Linked DNA regions of Rattus norvegicus: regions 1 and 2 are each linked to region 3. A link is a contact called in public Hi-C data. All regions are on one chromosome and are shown on one strand. The core of a region is the stretch at or near the end of the contact, and the rest is flanking DNA. Distances in the headings are between cores, read along the strand shown. Region 1 has its middle 74 kb from the start of Zfp648. Region 2 has its middle 130 kb from the start of Zfp648. Region 3 holds the start of Glul (glutamate-ammonia ligase).

Region 1 (2,700 bases), core at 77-2,576, 240 kb before region 3:
AAAGGGATTGAAAACCTTTAAGCAATGAGCTTATCCCTTTCTTCTCTCCGGCCTCGTTATCTACTTGGCGAGACCCTTACTCTCTGGTTCTCATCTTCTGGCTTGCAATGAACATTCACCCTTGCCACTTTGAGAAAACTCTTCTCACTCAGCCTCACCATCAACATCAACTGGCCCCGAGGCTGACTCTCCCACTGTGATTGGTCAGTGGATGAGAATTGAACTTTGAGCCAGAGTATTGAGGTCAAAAGCAGAAAATGGGACTCATCTAACATCCTCAGTGAGGGCTCTCAGGCAAGAAAGGCCCTTGTTGCACAACTGGACTGCTCTGGTGTGCCCAGACTCAGTCCTTGGGTAGAGGCACTGACTTGGGTGTTGGTAGTCCACACTGTGCCTCTCACATAGGACCAAACTCTCCGAAACATGTTCTAAATATGTAGAGGAAGGAAGGTAGACCCTCTAAAGCAGTGGAAAGGGCTCTCGAGCCGACTCCACAGGTAAAGGCCCTATAGGCAAGCCCAATGACAGAGCTCAACCCCCGGACCCCACAGAGCGACAGGAGAAAGCCAACACCAGCAACTTGTCTTTTACCTCCAAACACACTATTGCATGGACATGCCTACACAGAAAAATAAACAAATAAGCAAACAAATAACCACAGGAAGCAACAACAAAGGTCAGTGGAATTTCAGGATTTTTTTCTTTAAAAAAAAAAAAAAGAAAAGAAAATCATAGGGAAAAGATTCAACTGAGAAAAGGATGAACTAGAAACCTGAGCCAGTCTGAAGACAACGCTGAGGAGGCCTTGGTGAGCTGAAGAAGCAGCACGACTTGTTGCAGGCCAGCGAGGGAAAGGCTGTGAGGCCCTGTCTCTATACAAATAAAATAAATCTTAAAAATCCTCGATGATTATCTACATATAAAACTGACTCTTCTCTATAAACATATGTTTAATAACATTGACTTATCTAAAATCCTTTTCTTGTTATTCAATAGTCATTTTTAGGGTGTGTGTGTGTGTGTGTGTGTGTGTGTGTGTGTGTGTGTGTGTGTGTGTGTGTGTGTGTGTGTGTGTTTTAATATAGTGTTTCTATATATTTCAAATAATGGGTCCGAACAATTGCACCAAGTGTGGCCTTTCAAATGGGGGATATATTATAAATTTAGAAGTATTTAGCCTCTATTGGGTTTTGTTCATGAATAAATTAAAGTTTTACCTTTAAAAAACTAAAAAAGACCGAAGAAATGTGGAAAGATAGGCTGTACAGACTGGCAGAGCTCGCCCGAGTGAACTATGCTGTTATGCAGCCAGAGCCAGCAGGTGGCGCTAAAGTAGAGGCAGCGGAAAATGGTGTCTGCTGGTACGGCAGGTGCCCACCAGGAAGAGGGCCTCTCAGTTCCACAGGTGTGGCTGAGAGGCAAAGGCTTGAGAAGTACTTTGGTCTTCACGTCCCTGAACATCGTTCTCTGAGTTGTAAACTAAAATGCATGTTCTATAGTCTCACCGTGACTAAATTCCCCGGCTGGCTTCTGGTTTGCTTTATAAACAAATGGCTCTGGTATTACGCAATGCTAGGTGTCGCTGACCTGGGGGAAGGAAAAGAGCTGTTTGCTTCCCATTTTATGAGTGAGGGCAATTTCATAGTGTGACCCCCGTGTGTAAGAGCCTCACACCGCGCCTTGCACCCAGCACCTCCACGGCCTCCTTGGCTTCCTTCCTTCACTCTGTTCACTTCACAGCCCCCTTGTCTATTTCTTGGTTGTCCCCTGTCCATCTGAAATGAAGCTCTTGGCCCTGGGAAGCCAGCAACCCCTCTGGCCAGAGATCATTTTGTCCTTCAGCCTTTGTTGTTCCAGATTTCTCGCTGTGCGGCCTCAGCAGTTGCCAGAGGCCACCCTAGGAGCTGGGATCTCAGGGCACAAGTAGAGTATTATGCTCCTGGGGGCAGCATCCTCCTCACCCCCACACAGGCTCCAACTGAGCAGGCGTGTTCATACTTGTGTACACACACACACACACACACACACACACACACACACACACACACACACCACCTGAGATACTCCCTTCCTCATAACCTGTTTCTCATCTGCCCAGGAACAATCTCCAATTCCCCTTTCCTGCCTGTTCTAATCAGCTTCGCCTGTGGGCCTTGGCGTCCCTGAGTATGCAAGCCAGAGGTCTGCACAGTTGATCAGATTGTAGGGAACAGTATGTTTCTTCCCCTGCTGCGGCTTGTTTCTTCAAGGGCCAAGGCCAGCCAGCTGAGCTGTCTTCCTTTTGCCCTCCTTCTCTCTCTCTTGCATGTGGCCCAGCTTCAGCTGATGTCTAGAAAAGTATGACTCTCCCGGAGCTTGTGCTTCAGAAGAATCACTGGAGGGAGACAGGGTGCTGCTTATCCACGTTGCCAATGTGGACCAAGCCCATGTTGAGGAGGAAGGCGGGTTGCGGTGGTTCGCACCGCAGAGTTTGGCCAGAAATCTAGTTTTGCTGCCACTGGGCTTTTGCCTAAACAGAACAGGTTTTTCTCTGGTCAGTCAGGCTGCCATGAACTTGTGGTTCCTTTAAGCAGTAAACACCATGGTGGTTTTCAATCTGCACGCTGGCGCCTCTTCCTCGTTTCCTTTCAAACTGCAGTTTGAAAGATTGGGAAGCAAGGGCTGGAGAGAAGGCTCGGAACTGAGCGTGCTCTTGCTCTT
Region 2 (2,700 bases), core at 89-2,588, 180 kb before region 3:
GAGGATGCCCAGTCTGTTCCTGGCTTCCTTCAGATGAAGATGTAGAACTCAGCTCCTCCTGCACCATGCCTGACTAGATGCTGCCATGCTCCTGCCTTGATGATAATAGATTGAACTTCTGACCCTGTAAGCCAGTTCCAATTAAATGTTGTCCTTATAGGAGTTGCTTTGGTCATGGTGTCTGTTCATAGCAATAAGACCCTAAGACACTCACTCTTTCCCCAGACTGAACTATTCCGAATGTAAAGAGCACAGAGAAACCCCATCACCTCCCTTCACCCCAACTCCATGAAGACTCCTCTAGCTCAAGGCTTCTTGAACTTCTTTGGGCTCAATAAATATTTCAATATCTATGCTTTCCCTCAAGAGTTCTGGTCTCAGTAAATCTGGAGGGATGCCGATACTACAGCTCAGAGGATCACATCTTGAGAATTGTCTCAACCTTAAATTATCCATGCAGCATCTGGTAACAAGAACAACTCGTGGCTGGGGGTTTGGCACAGCTGGTAGTGTCTGCCTAACAAGCCTAAAACCCAGTCTCTAGTACTGCATAAAACTGGTTATGGTGCCACGTGCCTGGAATCCCAGCATGGGAAGATAGAGGCAGGAAGATCAGAGGCTCTAGGTCATCCTCCACTACATAGTAGGTCTGGGTCCAGCCTAAGCTACATGAGACCTCATAAGCAAGCACTTTATCAACTGAGCCATCCCCCAGGCCTTAAATATGATTTTAAAATAGCTGATGTATCTTAGTCTTTCTCTCCTACCCACCCTTATTTATTTCCTATAGTATAGAAAGAATTAAGTAATTATGCCTGAAAGAAGTGTGGGTGGGGAAAGTCAGAGACCTGAAGCTTTGAGGGAGGGGAAAGGGGAAGTAGGACTGTTGTAGGTCGCAAGGGTTCAGGCGGTGGGGCATCACGTGATCAGGGAGAAAGGTCAGCATCAGGTCACCTCTACTGAGCAGCTACTGGGGCTCCTCCTTGTTCTCTTCAGCTGAATCACAAAGGCCTCCTATGCAGAGATTGTTCTCCTCTTTGCTTTTAAAGACGGGAAACAATGATGATGGGTTTGTATGTGAAAATGGACATTCTTGAGTCATAACAAAAACTTTGGCTGCCCCCATTTCTGGGATCATCTGGTGTTTGTTTCATTCCCTTTCTGCGGGCATTTTTATCTCTAACATTGCAGGCCACGGGGCTTTTGAAAGGAGCGGCAGGCGCGAGAGACTTGCTGAGTTGAAAGCAGCTGGGAATGTGGAATGTGTCTCTGCAGATACACACTGAGCCTGGCAGGGAACTTCCAAGAAAACGCTGTGGGAGGGAAGGAAAAACAGTGCAATGACAAGAAGCCTTGCAGGGCCCCGCCTCAGCCTCGCTGGACTGCTCAGAGCTCACATCCCAGCTGTACTGCAGTGACCCAATGTTCCAGTAAACAAGGAGGGGACAGGATGGACAGAAATCAGATCAGCCTACCTCTAGAGCTTTGAAATAGACACAGGAGGCCCAAAATGGAGAGGACAGGGATGAGATAGCCTTTGTACATATCCTGAATCAGCAGGGTATATTTACAACACCCATCGGATACACGTACATCCATACCCACGTCCAGTGGGGCTTGGACAGACACGATCCCTCAGATGTCCTAGCCTTTCAAAGGTCAGTAAGTGACGATCTCCCTTTGGACCCTTCCTGACAACCCCAGATCACATGAGTGTGCAAAGGGTGAAGCCAGGAGATGCTGACTCAGGCTGAGCCAGGCCCTTGACTAATGGTGTCCACATCTTAATCTCTACTCTTCTGCCTCCTAGAGAGACAGACGGAGCTGCAACAGATAAAAACAGTCCTTCGGTTCATTTCCATTTGACTCCATAGTATTAAGCCAGTGACTAACGTTGCTCTAGCATTCTTGAGGTCACCCTCCCCACCCCACTGCTACTCAATCCCTGTTTTCTCCTCTGATTCAACTTCCAATTCATCAGTAAGGATGTGAGGAAGAGACTGTTGACTCATGGAGCAAAGTTCCTTCCCAAGAGTGTCTTGCTTGGGATAATTGAGGGCTTTGTAGTTCAGACAGCATGTATAGCCCCCCCTTCCCATATAAACACAATATTCTATACAATATATTCTGTATTCTGTGCTTTAGGTGACTCGAGAGTTTATCACTAAACAAGTGTGCTACTGGAAACCATTCAGAGCCCACCTGCTCAACAGTGGGCTTGTCAATCATCCTACATGTCCCTCCCACTTTCCAATGCCTACCCTGCTTCTCACGTGAGTTTCATTGCTGTGACGAATCTATATTCACTTTTTCATGGTCTTGAGTTTTCATCCCTCCATTTCCTTATAGAATAGTCGAATTCAGGCAATAACTGCATCTCTTCTGAGGCGGGAAAAAGGCGGGTTTCCAATTTCCCTACATAACAGATATATGACTCCTCCACTCAGATTCTGAGTGCTGTGTCCTGGCAGCCTCGGGAGATGGTTTTTTAATTCCAGAGACTTGGTGTCCAGTGAACATTGTCAGCTTTGACTCACAAAATGGTCACACCCTAGCTTTTGGACAAGCAGAAGGGCGTGAAAACTGATGACGCTCGCTTGTAGTCATGGCAATGGCGTCAACCTTCCCTTCTGTCTCTCTGGTGTGCTCAGAGTACTACACCTTCTCTTGATGATACTTGGTATGCCGCCTTACAAAGTT
Region 3 (2,700 bases), core at 93-2,592:
GAAACCAGTTGGGTACCAGCAGCCTAGTGTACCTAGCACCAACTAGTGTCCCTGTGGTGCAAAGTGGAACGGGTTCTTAAGATTCTGAGTAGTTTCTGCTTGTTGCCAGATGCACCCGGGTCCTTCTCCCTGCCTTTTTACTCACCCCAGCCAATGTGAATCAAATACATTGAGGTTGTACTCTCTAATCCTCCTCTTTTTAGAGTAGTGTTCGTTCCTCTCCTCCAGCTCCATTTCTCGCTGGTCTAAGCAACGCTGCTTTCTGGGTGAGGGCGATGGGATGGGGGACCCAGATCGTTCGGAGTGGGAGGTGCTGGAATAAGTAGGCTGGTGGGATTTAACCTTAGCCCTCGACTTCTCCCCGTTGTTCACAGAGTAGGCAACGAAGCCGAAGGTATTAGAAGGGGACTCTGAGAACCGAGACTCTCCATCGTCTATGTCTTCAGCCGGTGCTTTCTTTGAGTATTTGCGGTTGGGGGAGGATCCCCGCTTCCCGCCCCCGGAGGAGTTGGGGTAATCCACTTTGAGAAGCAGCCCTTCCCACTAAAATAACCGGAAAGTCGGCGCCCCGACTCTCGGACCCCCGCAGATCTCAAGGCCTCTCCCAAGGGGCCATACCCCGGCGAGGACAGAGGCCGGACGGCGAGAGTGGAGCGACGGCGGGAGGCACAGCGTGCTGCTGCTGCCTCCGCCCGGCCCCGCCTCTCCACTGCAGAGCCCTCCGGCCACTCCGGGGTCCCGGCTCTCCATTGTTCGGTCATACGGTAAAGGCGTTGCGTGCTGGCGAGTGGTGCCACCAAAGCTAACGACCACCAGCCTCAACCAGACCACCCACAGCGTGACAACTCACCCAATCGCGCCGCCCAGAGAGGATCAAGGCGCCGGCGCCCACTTAAGGCAAGAAGAGCGCACTCCCGCTGGGACCACCGAGTCGCCCCGGATCTCGGCTTGGTAGCCAACCCAGGACGCCCGCCTCCGGGGCGGCGCCTCCCGCCTCAAGTAAAAAACAGATCATAACAACCCGCAACCCCGCCCTTCCCGGAGCCTGGCTCACAGCGCGCCCTAGGAACGCCAAACAGAGCCGGCCCGAGCCGCACGCTACAAGCACGCGGGAGGCACGAACGCTGCATCCCGCGCCAAGCAGCAACAGACTGGAGCTGGGATGTAGAGTGCGACGCCACAGCCCGGGTGGCTGTGCACCCCTGGACCCTCCGTGCGCTTACCAGAGCGGTGGCCGGCAGGATGATGGATGGGTGGACAGGCCACGAGAACGAGACGAAGAGCGGAGAGGAAATGGGTGTGCTGCTCAAACACTCCGCCCTACTCCCATTCTCGGCTGTGCAGGGTTGCGGGCTGCTCAGTACTTTTTATTGGCAGCTTGTGCCCGCCCCCAGGCGCCCTGATTGGCTGGCCTAGGCCTGGAACCCCGTGCCCATCAGTTGCTGTGCACCGGGGCCCTGAGACCATTGGCCCAGGAGCCGTGAGGAACCGCGGGGTGGGGCGAGCGACCCAGAAGAAAGAAAGAGAAAGGGGAATGGGGGAGGGGAGGCAGCGGCGGCTGGGGGGCCGGGGCCGAAGGTGCTGTGCGCCTTTGCAGCACGCGTTCTTTAGCGACCTCTGGACCCTCGGACCCAGGCTGAGACTGTCTCAGCGTCATTTGGCCTTGGTCCTTTGCTACCTTAACAGTACAGAGGTTTTCGGAGAGATCTGTCGGTGAAAATCCAGAACCCCAGAAGAGAATTTTACCCTTTGTTGAGCGAGCCAGAGACAGACAGGATTCCCGGAACCTGGAGGACCCCATCTTCCTGGCTTCCTGACTGGGTTTGGGGGATGTGATCAGGCTGTGATTTCACGGTTTAAACACAAGTGTGACGTTTCTATAAAGAGGATTTTTGAGGACCGTAGACTGACTGACGTTGCCTTGTGTGTCTCGCAAGTCTCTGAGCCTCTCAGTGCCCGAGTTCCTTAGATCTGCAAAATAAAGCAGATGGAAGGACTTTCAAAGCGGTCCACCAGACTTGAAGTCAGGATGCAGACCGTGTGCTAAAGAGTGGTGGTGGCACATACCTTTAGTACTAGCACTCAGGAGTCAGAGGCTGGTGGATCTCCGGAGTTCGGGGCCAGTCTGGTCTACAGAGGGAGTTCCAGGACAGCCAGGGTTTCACAGAGAAAACGTGTCTCAACAAACAATAAGAAAGCAAGGGAAGAAAGAAATCCCTGCTTTTGCTTCTTGTTTGTTTTTAAGTATGTGGGGAGCGGGGCGGGGGGGGGGGGAATGAGTTTCTCTTTCCTTTCTTAACCCTGCAGTGTTGGCTGAGATAATGTGTAAACACTATGAGACAAACTGAAAATGTGCACAGAAATTACCTGTAAAAATAGACGTGGCCCATATATTATTAATGCCACGTTCTGAGCAATCTGTGTCTAGTACATGAAATCTACCTCATGTCCGGTCTTTATTATATGTTTTCAGGAGCCCTGGTGTTTGAGATGGAGATTTTCTAACACCAGAAATCCATGCTCTTGGTGCCTTTGGAAGAGGAAGGGATGGAGTTTGTTCTTCTGGTTATGTTTTGCACCACAAATATGAAAAAGAAATGTTGCCTGTGACCACACACACATAGCTCGGCCTCTTAAGTCAACCTCTGTCAACTCCCCTAAGTGTGTCTAACACTGTGGCTCACAGAAGCTGCATCCACC

What was found. Hi-C and Micro-C count contacts between places; a contact is called where the count stands out from the background.
Region 1: a Hi-C map of liver shows a contact between it and region 3, with 7 times the contacts expected there. The contact joins the enhancer-like site here to the promoter of Glul in region 3. A contact is called at or near these places in 11 of 12 Hi-C or Micro-C datasets (the A7r5 cell line, the Rat2 cell line, Schwann cells and 6 more) and 1 of 1 datasets of contacts at active chromatin or transcription factors (oligodendrocytes).
Region 2: a contact with region 3 is called in a Hi-C map of psoas muscle, with 2.0 times the contacts expected there. The contact joins the enhancer-like site here to the promoter of Glul in region 3. A contact is called at or near these places in 2 of 12 Hi-C or Micro-C datasets (mammary epithelial cells and psoas muscle).

Annotation. Positions count from the first base shown.
Region 1 is chr13:68,812,612-68,815,311 of GRCr8, reverse strand. No RefSeq gene overlaps it. Among named protein-coding and RNA genes, the nearest start is that of Zfp648, 74 kb to the left of the region's middle. Within about 2 kb of position 1,326, at least 37 of the 93 cell types and tissues checked have an H3K27ac peak or open chromatin away from gene starts, as enhancers often do. A contact at or near this core is called in liver, where this site is marked.
Region 2 is chr13:68,754,164-68,756,863 of GRCr8, reverse strand. No RefSeq gene overlaps it. Among named protein-coding and RNA genes, the nearest start is that of Zfp648, 130 kb to the left of the region's middle. Within about 2 kb of position 1,338, at least 35 of the 93 cell types and tissues checked have an H3K27ac peak or open chromatin away from gene starts, as enhancers often do.
Region 3 is chr13:68,574,708-68,577,407 of GRCr8, reverse strand. Glul (glutamate-ammonia ligase) reads right to left here and starts at 1,342. Exons shown (of 7, transcript NM_017073.4): 1 at 1,224-1,342.